Linked DNA regions of Mus musculus: region 1 is linked to region 2. Evidence: chromatin contacts called from public Hi-C data. All regions are on one chromosome and are shown on one strand. Each heading gives the region's core, a stretch centred on a gene start, on an enhancer-like site or on the middle of the called end of the contact. The rest is flanking DNA. Distances are from core to core; before and after follow the strand shown. Region 1 overlaps Habp4 (hyaluronic acid binding protein 4). Region 2 holds the start of Slc35d2 (solute carrier family 35, member D2).

Region 1 (3,625 bases), core at 45-2,544, 50 kb after region 2:
CACCAGGCCTAGCGGCCACTTCAACCTAAATCTGTGTTGACTTAAGCTCAGCTCTCTGGCTAACTGCGCTCTGGGTTCCCTCTGCCTTGAGCATCTCCTTCGAAACTCATTAGAGTTTTGCCTCAGGCCTGTTCTCTTTCTCCGTCTTTATGTGATCTTATGTACCCTGCTCTCGAATTGTCATATGTGTGTTTTGACACCAAAATACAGATCTTTGCCTTCATCCTTCAACCCGAGTCCGAGGTCCGAGGTCTGTGTGTCTGTCTCCTGCACACCTACGCCTGCTTCGCCACTGATACCTCATGCTCAGCATGACTGAGCTGCTTGCCTGCTTCCCCACAACCCCCTGGGCCTCAGCAGGTGTCTGTGCTCCGGACCAGCATCAACACTCATCAGCTTCCCCAAGCAGAAACCTCTAAGTCTCCCTTGGAAGTCCAGTTTTCAGTCCTCTCCTACCCCCAATTCAGGCCTTCATTGTGTCCCTAATCATCCCTGTCACCGGCACAGCCTAAACTTCTGACGTCCAGCTGTCACTGCAGCTCCCGAGCCTCTCTCTGCACCAGAGTGGCTGTCATGTGGGCGTTCTGAGTGTCACATTCTCCGACCCCTTCAGACCCCTCCAGTGCCTCATGTTTGACCACTCTCGTGCCTTCTCAGGACTCATTTTGTGGCTCCCTACTTCACGTTTCTGAACACACCTTATCCTCCCCCCCCCTTCCCTGTTTGCTGAATTCTTGCCCTTCACCCTGCTGCTGATTCTCCCTTTCTCCCCCTTCAGCTGCCAGAGCAGACTGAGCCAGTTTGATCCAGTTATTTAATCTGCCCTCATTTGTTAATAGGAATAATCAACTGGAGTTGTGAGGGCTGTGTTTTATGCTCAGCTATGCTCCTATCTACAAATAGGAGAGAGGGAGGGGCCCCCTACATCTCTTACACGAGTGACAGTGACTGACGGTTGTGACAGCTGTGAATTTACTGCTCAAAACAACTAAGAATGTGTTTTTAAAATAGGATTCACAGTTAACGTGCCTATTTAGACTGCGTTAACTAAAGTCACAGACACACTCATTTCTATGAGCTGGGAAAGCGAGTTATGTAGGACTCTTCAGGGAGAATTCTTGTTTCTGTGGCTCTGTCAGACTTTAAAATCACACTAATCTCCCAGCAGCTGTGTCATTGTTGATGGTTTAAGAATTCCGTTTCTTGATACGATCGATGACCTGCCACCCCAGCTCTGGCTGATTGAGTTGACACTGGGGCTTTCCCCATTCCGCCACAGTGGACCTTCACCTCCCAGGCTTAGAACTTGATGGAAGAGCTTAAAGTCCTGTAAGCCAGTGTTTTAGTGAACAACCTGAAATGCATGCTTATTCTTCCAACTTAGCCAATTTACTGGTGTGTCACACCCATCCTTCCCTGTGTTCTGACAGCAGCTGAATTGTTCCTCATCAGTGTTCTGATGTTTGAGGGCACCTGCTACACTGCCCTGTTTTGTCTTTGAGCTTGCCTCTTCCGATCATATAAACGGAATCTTACACAGAAAAGAGAAGACACGTTAGCTTATTTCACTTGCCATATGTCTAAATTTCTGTCATGTTATGGCCTATATTTTAAAATCCCTGTTTTGTTTATCTACTTGTCAGGTGACAGACATGCTAATAGTTTCCAGTTTGAGGCTGCTGTACATAACAGCCACTGTAAACATTCATGTATGTGTTTGATAGGGATGCGCGTTCTCATTTCTCTCAGGTATGAAATTCCTGGATCATATATGAACTCTCAGAAAATTTAATAATTTTTAAAATTTTAGTCTTATGCACATTGGTGATTTGACTGCATGTATGTCTGTATAAGGGTGTTGGATCCCCTGGAACTAGAGTTGCAGACAGCTGTGAGCTGCCATGTGGTTGCTGGGAATTGAACCCAGATCCTCTGGAAGAGCAGCCAGTGTTCTTAACCACTAAGCCATCTCTCTTGTCCCCAGAAAAAAAAAATTTGAGACAAGATCTCTATGTCTTGGAACTTGCTGTGTAGTCAGTCCCAGCTGTCCTGGAGCCTGATGTGTAGACCAGGATGGCACCAAACTCATAGAGATCCACTTGTCTCTGCCTGCCTAGGTCTGAGATTAAAGATGTGAGCCATGACACCCGACTCTGTAAAAAAAATTGAAGACCAGACTGTTCCGTCCCTTCCCCTTCCCCTTCCCCTTCCCCTTCCCCTTCCCCTTCCCCTTTCCCTTCCTTTTTCTATGTATGAGTGCTCTGTCTGCATGTACACTTGCATACCAGAAGAGGGCACCACATCCCAATACAGATGGTTGTGAGCCACCATGTGCTTGCTGGGAATTGAATTTAGGCCCTCTGGAAGAGCAGTCAGTGCTCTTAACCACTGAGCCATCTCTCCGGCCCCCCAGACTGTTTTCTACGTTGATAATCACATCCCCAATACAGTCCCACAAAAGTATAACTTTCTTTTCTGAAGTAGACACTTGGTCCCACCAGCCAAAAAAAAAAAAAAAAAATCTTTGTCAAAACTTGTTAATTGCCTTTAAAGACACTCCCCTTTTCTTTCTTTAAAAATTACATGTATGAATGTTTTGTCTCTCTGTGTGTGTGTGTGTGTGCACCACATGAATGCCTGGTACCTGTGGCACCAGAAAAGAGCAGTAGATTCCTTTGAACCAAATCTACAGCTGCTTGTGAGCCACCAAGTGGATGCTAAGACCCAAACCCAAAGTCTTCAGCAAGAACAGCAAGTGCTCTTAACTGATGAACCATCTCTCCATACCCTGACTGACCTTTTGATACTAGCTGACCATTGGATATGGAATGGTGTAACTCCTCGTGGGTTGCGCCACATTTCTCTGATGATTAACAGAGTGGACATTTGAAAAGCTTTTAACTTGTGTTATCTTGCCTCATGCATGCAATACCTGAAGAAGCCAGAAGAGGGCACAAGATGCTGGGGATTTGGACTAAGGTCTTCCTAATTCCTCCTCTGAGCCATCTCTCCAGCCTGCTTTAAACATTTCGAATTGTTAGCTAGGATGGGGCTAGAACACTTGCTTAGCACATGGGAGTCCCTGAGCTCCACTCTTAGCACTCTCTCTCAATATATAAAAAAAGTCTACAATTAAAACTTCACTTCAGAGGGCTAGAGAGTTGGCTCAGTGGTTAACACTGGCTGCTCTTCCAGAGGACCCCAGTTCAATTCCCAGCACCAACATGGCAGCTCACAACTGTCTGTAACTCCAGTTCCAGGAGATCCAACACCCTTATACAGACAGACATGCAGTCAAATCACCAGTGTACATAAAATAAAATAAATCACTAAACCTCACTTAAAACCATGAGTCAGAGAAGAGGGGAAAACATGAAAACCGTTTCAACAGGTTCTCATGATGAAGTTATCAGACAAATGTAGAAAAAAAAAAGGCGTGATAAGGAAGAGGCTTGGGGCATGGGCCTGGAGAAAGTCTGAAATACCATTTTTTTTTCCTTTTAGAACCAACTAAAGAGATTTATAAAAGTGGGCACTGTGACCCATTCCTTTAAGACTTCTGTCGGTGGTTCCCAATTACCTTGTGTCCACAGCATCTCTTATTTTCTCCCACAGTTCTCATACT
Region 2 (3,592 bases), core at 245-2,744:
GTCACATCCTGAGCACACACTGTCATTAAATTTATGAAGGCTCTGTCCCCGCCCTCCTGTAAAGTTCTCCTGGGGGTCTTCTTGGTACTTGGTCACTCCCTTCCAGTCATCTAGCCAAGTTGACTTTCTCTCTGCTCTTCCAGGAAGCCAAGCTCTTGCTGCTCTCTTCTGCCTGATGTTCTGGCCCCAACCTCTGACCCTCTTCTCTCTTGGGTCACATCTGCAATGCTTTATCAGTTCTTGAACCTGTTTGTTGTTGAAGTAGAACTTCCATCGAAGATGTTCCACATGGTCTATACCATTTTTTCCACAACATACCATGGGATCAGCATAGTAGGTACTCAATAGTATCTGTTGGACTTACAACTTGTGGACCCGATATGGATCTGAGTTTTCCCAAATATAAGACAAAAAAAAAAAAGCAGAACTGTGGGGTTTACAAAGAGCCCTGGGTTGTGGCAGCTCAGGCAAGGCCCTAGGAGGTTAATACCATGCTTATAGTCAGCTAGGTTCTGCATCTAAGGAAAATGCTAAGTATGGCCAGGGAGCAATCACCCCTGGGGCCAGATTTAAAACCACAGTTCTCTCCGGATTCAACCACAGAGTAGAATTAAATAGGATATTATTATAGTCTTTACAAATAAGTTCAAAGAAGCACAGAGTTGCTGGTGCATTCCACTCTGATCTTAAAAAAAAAAAAAAAAAAAAAAAAAAAAAAAAAGCTGATCTTGTAAACTTCTAGTTGTTCTGATTATCCAGAAATACGATGGTTATTTGAGAATGGATGATTAGCCTATATAAACAAACCACACAAGTCCAGATGTAATCGGTGGAACATGCATTTTTGTTTTGTTTCGTTTGTTTTGCTTGGAGCTGGAGATGTATCTCAGTGAAAATGAAAAGCCTTGGGTGGCTTCCTCTGTACAAAACAGGTGTGGTGTCACACATGGAAGGTGGAGACAGGAAAACTATTAGGTAGTCCAGAAGTTAACCTGGGGTGCATGAAATCCTGTCTCAAAAACACCACGAAGATTAAAAGGTAATGATTTGCTCAAAATACATTTATGTTTATGATGTTGTAACCTGTAATAACAGCACTAGAGAGGCTCAGTCATGAGGATTTGAGTTCGAGGCCAGCGTGAACTATCTGATGAATGCCTGTCTTAAAATAAGTCGTCACTTTTTTCTCAGTTGCTGAACTTACTTAATGCTTGCAAAGGTGGCTTTTAAGTTCAGCTGGTGTATGTTCTTGATCCCAAGTGGACTTTGTTGGGTAGTGACTTGGTAAAGGCAGAGCACACTCGGCTTTCCAAGCCCCGGCCACCCTGCATCCCTCATAACCAGCCTCACCCGTATGTGGTCAGCAGCGCCTTGTTGACCAGCACGATGAGGAAGGAGCATGTGCCATAGAAGAGCGCCGACAGCAGCCTGGCCAGGCGAGAGGGCAACGGCGCCGCGTTGGGCTCCTCCATCTCTGCCCTCCGCCGCCCGGCCCAAACCCAGCCCGCGGTCCCGCCCCCAGCGGCCCGGGAAGAGGGTGCGGCAGGAACAGGAAGAGCCTGGGCGCGAACTCCGACCACGGCCCGCCCCGCACCCCGCACCCCGCACCCCCGCACCACGCACTGGTGCTTCTAGTGCGCTCTCTCCTTGGAGGTGTCCACCTCCCGGGAAAGCCGAAAAACTGCCTTAGCCGGCACCCCCAGAAAGGCTGAGGTTCGTTTCCGTTTTTGTTTGTTTGTTTTTAAAAAGTATAATTTATGTCCTACGGGACGCGCCTGATTAGTGAGTTACAGATGCGTTCTTGACAAATGAACAGAACCAAGCAAACACGTAAATCTGAGTACAACATCCCCACAAAGGGCAAGAGTCCCCCTGAGTACTTAGGGTGTATCAGCTGTGGTGCTGGGCTACACCTCCCTGCGTGTGTTCAGAGCGCCCCCATCTACCCCGGTGGTTGGCATGATGGTAATTCCCAATTTACAACTATTACTAAAAATGCTTCCAGGCATACTTCAAGACAAGTGCTCGTGCGGAACGCTTCTGTTTCTCGTTCATAAATGCCTAAGACTGGCATCCACCATAAATGCCATGTATTCGGCTTCTCTTCCTCTGGACACTTTTGGTAAATTCAGGCCTCCCTCACAAAAGGCCCACTTCTCCCTAGGACAGCAGCCCCAGGATCCCTGGTTCTTGTGAATAAAAGCTCAAAGCTGTAGAACGACTCTCAAGTTTGTTCTCATGTTCAGATGTATTGCACTTTGATCAGTATTAACTTGCATTCCACAGCCAAAATAGTGTTTTTTTGAGTTCTGACTGCACACACCAGTGTTAGGTCCAAAGGGCTCCTCATTCCGTGGCCAAAGCGCAGGCTCACTGACTTGGTTCAAAATTGAGTATAGGCCCAGCTCAACCTGGACCATGGGAAGATTCCTGGCAGTTGGATAAATGCCAGCAGAAACAAACAATCCATAGCTTAGGGGAGATCAGCGGCTTGGTTTGGATAGGAGAACATGGAGGTGTCCCCGGTCCATCTGTGTGTATCTCTTCTGGGTGTTCTGCATTGGGGGTATTGAAGGGGCACAGAAAACTGCCAACATGACCATTCTCTCCATCATGTACCACTGAGGTGTGTTGTAGGTTAAGAAAAAGTACCCACACCGGGCGTGGTGGCGCACGCCTTTAGTCCCAGCACTTGGGAGGCAGAGGCAGGCGGATTTCTGAGTTCGAGGCCAGCCTGGTCTACAGAGTGAGTTCCAGGACAAGCCAGGACTATACAGAGAAACCCTGTCTCGAAAAAAAAAAAAAAAAAAAAGAAGAAAAAAAAAAGTACCCAGAGCAGAAGGAGAAAGAAGATGGGGCTGGTGAGATGGCTCAGTGGGTAAGAGCACCCGACTGCTCTTCCGAAGGTCCAGAGTTCAAATCCCAGCAACCACATGGTGGCTCACAACCATCTGTAACAAGATCTGACTCCCTCTTCTGGTGTGTCTGAAGACAGCTACAGTGTACTTACATATAATAATAAATAAATCTTTAAAAAAAAAAAAGAAAGAAGATGGACTTGCAAGCAGTCTAGGCATGGCCAGGGAAGTGGGAGGGGATAGTGGAGATAGCAAGAGAGAGAACAGAACATAGAGAGCACTAGGAGAGAGCAAGAGAACAGGAAAAGAGAGTAACAGGTTATAAAGGGGATGAGGAGCTGGAGGGGACATGGCAGGCAGGAGACTAGGTAGAGACTGAGGGAGCCTGGAGGCCTATGCATCACAGAAACATGTCAATGGAGCCACACGTCCCTTCTGAGGAATGCTGGCTTTTATCTTACTGCCAAAATCCTCCTATAGTCCAGGTTGAGTTGGGCCTAGACTCAATTTTGGTGCCCTTTTGATCAGTGCCCTTTTGAGGGAAACTGGGGTACTCTTTGGACCTGACAATCAGGGCAGGGAAACCTTGAAAGATCAACCAAAAACAACTCAGGTGAAAAGAAAACCTAATGGGTCCTTCGAAGGATGATTCTAAACACCACACCCTTGAATAAAAGGAAATCTCCACTCATTACCCTAATTTAAGACCTGAGATAGGGCTGGCAATATTTAAT

Evidence for each region. A called contact is a pair of places that touch in the nucleus more often than the background predicts.
Region 1: a Hi-C map of liver shows a contact between it and region 2, with 1.8 times the contacts expected there. The contact joins the enhancer-like site here to the promoter of Slc35d2 in region 2. A contact is called at or near these places in 3 of 39 promoter capture datasets (liver and macrophages), 10 of 484 Hi-C or Micro-C datasets (CD4 T cells, CD8 T cells, liver and 2 more), 5 of 115 datasets of contacts at active chromatin or transcription factors (embryonic stem cells, intestinal villus epithelium and pancreatic cancer cells) and 3 of 9 other capture datasets (adipose tissue, liver and pancreatic islet).

Annotation. Positions count from the first base shown.
Region 1 is chr13:64,178,192-64,181,816 of GRCm38.p6, forward strand. The region is part of intron 5 of Habp4 (hyaluronic acid binding protein 4); the gene reads left to right. Among named protein-coding and RNA genes, the nearest start is that of Habp4, 18 kb to the left of the region's middle. Within about 2 kb of position 1,295, at least 13 of the 459 cell types and tissues checked have an H3K27ac peak or open chromatin away from gene starts, as enhancers often do. A contact at or near this core is called in liver, where this site is marked.
Region 2 is chr13:64,127,836-64,131,427 of GRCm38.p6, forward strand. It overlaps Slc35d2 (solute carrier family 35, member D2), which reads right to left and starts at 1,495. Exons shown (of 12, transcript NM_001001321.3): 1 at 1,351-1,495. The coding sequence starts at 1,472.